2 separate regions of the Arachis hypogaea genome follow, and region 1 is linked to region 2. Evidence: chromatin contacts called from public Hi-C data. All regions are on one chromosome and are shown on one strand. Each heading gives the region's core, a stretch centred on a gene start, on an enhancer-like site or on the middle of the called end of the contact. The rest is flanking DNA. Distances are from core to core; before and after follow the strand shown. Region 1 has its middle 8.6 kb from the start of LOC112780119. Region 2 holds the start of LOC112776244 (disease resistance protein RPV1).

Region 1 (2,700 bases), core at 116-2,615, 130 kb after region 2:
TTGAAATGAAAAACTCAAACTCAAATATTTTGAGAATATATTCTAAAATTTTACCATTTAAACGGACTTTCCTTGGCTCCATAAATACTTGTTTTAATATTGAAATTGTCGAAGGTTAGAATCCGCAGTCTTTATTGTTTTAATATTTTTCTTGGATATAGAATTGCATGCAATTTAATTCGTATCTTTTCTGAAAGAGGGCCACATTTCTCGTCTACTAGCGTGTTTCTCGTCCAACCATTGAAGAATAATTATTGGCTTAGAAAGATCGAGTTGTCACTTTTCTATATAAGGATGATGCCATTGAAAGATGCAATAGTTTCATTTGGGATATGAACTGTGCCTTTCAACTAGTTTCATCGATTCCTACGTATACACTTATTAGCTTTAGTATCTATCTTTTATATTAAAGACAACCCAGAGGCTTTATTGTTACTTCTGAACAAAAAAAAAAAAAAAGAAAGAAAGAGTAAAATGATTATGTTACATCGTACTTGCTGATTAAGGTTCTTCAATTCTACATGATGATGTACACTAATCAGAAACTGAAAAGTTATTTACAGTCTGTATTGAAGCAATTTTATTTTATCATGCCAACTTTATTTTATTTGCACTTTCTTCTTATGTTACATTTAACTATAATGTAAACAAAATAAAAATTAAACACGCAAAGAGAGGGTGCTATGTATGGTGCTATAAAGGGGTAAAAATTAAGTGTCAACAAACCGATTAAAAAATTGGTAAATTAGTCGAACTGATCTAAATTTTTAGGGGCTAATTAGTTTAACATAATAAAATAAAATAACTTTTTAAAAAATAATATTTTATCTATAAATATATTATTTTATTATATCCAATTAAACTTTGGTTAAACCTTCTACTTAGTTTATTATCCCATCTTGTATCTGTTGAAAAGAGGGCTGTGCTAGGTGTTCTTTCATGGTATTTTCCAAATTCCAACCCGGGGCAGGACAAGAAAGAAACTCAGCAGGACAAGGACTGATTTGCTGCGGATCCAATCTTTATTAAGGGTTTGTCATTGGCTAATAAATTATTGTATGTATAAGGTAGAATTCGAATTACTAACATTTATTTAAGCGAACTAGTGAATTAACTATTGAACTGATTCAACTTAGTCAGAAAGCTGTGCTACTTGCTGCCGAATGACATTAGAGTTGAAAGATTAAAACCGTTTGATTTTGCTACAAAAACAATTTTGGGCTAAAGCCCAAAGACTAAGACAATTTCGAACCACACCAACCAAAAAAAAGTAGATCGAAGCACAATTATGCATGTGAAAATGGGTTAGTGCTCAGTGGGTTTCAATTTTTAACCAAGTCCATTTGAAGAGAGTTTTTATTATTAAAGAAATCAACGACTAGATAAACTAAGAGTCAGGTCGGATCCGGGGCGGGTTGTGCCCTATCCTGCCCTTAATGGGCCTAGTAAAAAAAAAAAGTAATTATGAACTATTTATATATTTATTTAATAATATAATTTATTATTTATGTATATTTTGTATATTTATTTTTAATTTCATATACCGAGTATTTTATTATAATTTAATAATTTCAGTTCACCTCTTTTTAAACCAGTAATTTGAAAGATTTGATATTTGGTTCAACTTCTAAAACTTTAATATACTTATCTTACTTTTAGCAACCGTTGTAATGCAGCAACACTCTTTTTAACTCCTATTTAGATGTTACCCAGAATATCAACAGCCAACAACGATGACTAAATCTATTCACATCAACGACTTCCTGAAAGAATATAGGTTGAGGTGAAGGAACCCTCTCAATGCACAATGCCAAGATTAGAAACCCTGACTAGATTCTTATTTTTCCGATAGAATAAACTACCAAAATAATACCCAAAAGTTCACCTCGCTGATTAAAAAAAAAACTCCCAAAAAATGCTAATGACAAATAAGCTCCCGAAAGATTTAAAAATGCAACTAAAAAAATTAGATATAAAATATATATTTTAAAATACGACCCTAGAGTCAAATTATGATGCAATTTTTGTGATCATTATTAAAAAAAATTCATCTTTAAAATTTAATAATTTTGTCATTGTAAATGACCTTTTTTTTGAAAAATAAAAAAAAAAATCTAGAGAATAAATTTTACTCTAAATTTTGTTATACCTTTTAAATATTACTACAAAAATTTAGATCAAATAAATAAATCAATTACTAAATACAAAAATTGTTACTCAAAAAATATAATATTTATTAATTTTTTTTTTCATATTTTCAAATCATACAAGGATTATTTTGTCGATAACATCTTTCAAAAATTTTATTGTCGCAGATTAAATCTTGAGTACAGAATTAGTGATCAACCCTTTTCAGATAATTATAAGATTCAATCAAGTGTGAATTATACTAGACCTCTGCTCCTTGTTCAACATAGTATCTTTTTCAAATAAATTATCATTTGTACCCATAAAAGATATAAACGTTGACAAATGTACTCAGAATAAAAAAACTCACCTTGTAACCACGAAAGATAACCTCCATGTGCCATACGTTTTCTAACGTTGGTTCAGATACTAACAGACCAAGTAGGTAACCAACATTAGGATACTCTTGGGACATATAAGTCATTTTCCGTGGTTACAAAGTGAGTTTCTTTATTCCATGGATACATTTGTTAGCGTTTACATCTTTCATGGATACAAATAAAAATTTATTCA
Region 2 (2,700 bases), core at 140-2,639:
CAAGATTCAAATTCGGCACACATTCTGTTGTATACTTCTTCTGCAATGGTTGTCTTACCAATACCGCCCAAACCCCAAATTCCAATAACACGTACATCTTCGGATTCTTTGAGCATCAACGACTCTTAACTGTGCAATTGGTTTGTGAATTCCAACAAGTCCTTTTGATTTAACCTGATGCATGTCATTTAATCTTGATGATATAAAATCAACAATCTGATCAACAAGCTGAGCATCATTCCTATACAACAACAAAGGAAAAGAAAATATACATTTATTATTAATTTGGAAGTTTGGAACCTTTGTTTTCTTTTATTAGCAATCTAAAAGCTTCATGAATATGAACCTAGAGAAGACTAACTTTACTATGTGCTTCTACAGGTGAAATTCAGAACTACAAAGTAAAAGAAAATTACATGTACACACAAGGCCATACATATATCACATTATCATCATTCAATGTATCATTGACTTACCTAATATACAATCAATTTACATTTCAATTGTTAATCTCCAGACTTATGCAATAACTGCTTACAAGGTAGATGCATATAACTATGTAAAAAAGCAGGAAAAGACTTACCTAAAATTTGTCGAGTGAAATCCTGATAAATCAGCAGAATTTTTCAAAGCAGTTCTCCAGTTTTGCACCTTGATCATATCATACCTTTCCTCGTGTTCAGCGAACACATTTGCAAAGGTGCCCTTTTGATATCGTACATCTGATGGATCTACTTTGTAAAAAACAGGTATTACGGTTTGTCCATCTTTTTCTCTACACTCGACTATTTTCACAAGTTCTTCTAAACACCATCTCGAAGAAACATAGTCTTGTGAGAATATCACCAATGAAATCAGCGACTTTTCTATTGCTCCAAAAAGTGCCTGTGATATGTCATCTCCCCTCTCAAGTTTGTCATCAACAAAGGCAAAAATTTGTTTTCGATGAAATTCCTTAATCAAATGACTCAGCAAACCTTGGCGAATATCTGTGCCTCTAAAGCTAACAAAGACATCATATTTTATTTGAGGAGCTCGGAAAGTTAAAGTTTTATCAGTATATGAATAAGAATTTTCAGATATCATATTTTCTTCCATGCCCTTAAATTTGAGACAAACAAGAGACCAACAAATACAACAAGTTTTATTTGGAAAGCTTTGGAAGATGCCATTGGAGATAAAGAAGTGCACCTTGTCTGCCTCAGTTTGCTTCTACACCATTCAATATCACAATTAGGAAGCATAAATATGTACATCTACTGAATTGAGATCAAAGTTGCCACAAATTAAAACATGGAAAATAAAAGAAACATTTGACAAACTTTGTTTCAAACCTGAAATGATAGTTGTTACCAAATTGATCGATGCAACATTTTATCAAACAGTTAGTGTGCAGAATAATAAGATAGTGCTTGTTATATAGTAGATCCAGCCAACAGATATAACCTGGCCTGAGAGGTTCAAAGAACTTTGAATTCTAAGATAAGAAGCACCCTCCAATTATTTAACAATGTTGTCATCCATGACATAAGCACAAGCAACAAGAGTGGACTTGTTCAAACAGGAAGAGATAACAATAATAAATGAATAATAAAATCATGAGTAACACTCATTGTCTATAGTCTTTGACTCTAAGTATACAAAAATATGTATATTAACTTGTTTCTGTATCTATACTGAAATACTATTTCAATTCATTAATGAATACACTACTCAAAATTCCTATTTTTAAATCCTTATATCACAAATGGAAGGGAAGAAGATGTCTATGATTTAAACAAAGCAGGCTGCATTAATTGTCGTGTGAAGTGACGGTCCATCTCAATATGCTTCATTCTCTCATGGAAGGTTAGGTTCAAAGCAATGTGGATTGCAGCACTACTATCAGAAAATACAGTGGTACTCCTCTGAGCTGTGAAGCCATCGTGTGAAGTTCTCCACCACTGAAAATATCTTAGAGAAAACCAAATAGGAGAATATTAAAAGAAAAAATATCATATTTAAGTCAAAACTTTAAGACCTTAAATTTATGAGTTTTTTATTTTATAAATTCTTCATAAGTATATCTTTTTCAATGTAGAACCATTCTTTATAGTTATACTACTCACATTTACTATTTAACACTAGTCTCGACACAACTTCTCCAATTCACATTACCATATACTTTTAAAGATAGCATAGAGGAAGATGAGAAGAGAAGGCCCTGTCTTATTAATTAAATCAAACTTAATGCAAGCTCATCACTGTCATACAAGAAGCTACTATAGTTATAACTCATCAAATTATCGAGGAGAAGTGCAATATACTTATAATTACCCTACCCAGACTAAATTTCTTACACAAAGATATATAAAGTGTAGTAATTTGTGATATTCCATAAAAAATTAAGCCTCAATTATACTAAAAATACTAAATTAAATAGTGTAAACGCTCAAGCTCAATCTAAATATAAAGAGAAAATATCAACATTACAGAAAAAAAAAATATCGAATTTAATTATTATTAAATTTATAACTATTTTTACATGTGAATTTTATTGTCTGTATTAAAGAGTGATTAATTCTTCACTTTTTCTTTATGAACTCCTTCACTTTAAAAGAGGTTGATTGCAAATAAATATAAAAACACAACATCAATTTACTAGCCCCCCAACAACTCTTACTATAATTCATAAAAATTTCATATACTAGTTTAAACCTA

The links. A called contact is a pair of places that touch in the nucleus more often than the background predicts.
Region 1: a contact with region 2 is called in a Hi-C map of leaf, with 5 times the contacts expected there. The contact joins the enhancer-like site here to the promoter of LOC112776244 in region 2. A contact is called at or near these places in 4 of 8 Hi-C or Micro-C datasets (leaf and an unstated tissue).

What each region holds. Positions count from the first base shown.
Region 1 is chr19:18,047,361-18,050,060 of arahy.Tifrunner.gnm2.J5K5, forward strand. No RefSeq gene overlaps it. Among protein-coding and RNA genes, the nearest start is that of LOC112780119, 8.6 kb to the right of the region's middle. Within about 2 kb of position 1,366, at least 2 of the 3 cell types and tissues checked have open chromatin away from gene starts, as enhancers often do.
Region 2 is chr19:17,914,398-17,917,097 of arahy.Tifrunner.gnm2.J5K5, forward strand. It overlaps LOC112776244 (disease resistance protein RPV1), which reads right to left and starts at 1,390. Exons shown (of 6, transcript XM_029295862.2): 1 at 1,192-1,390; 2 at 584-1,003; 3 at 127-241; 4 at 1-125. The coding sequence starts at 1,256.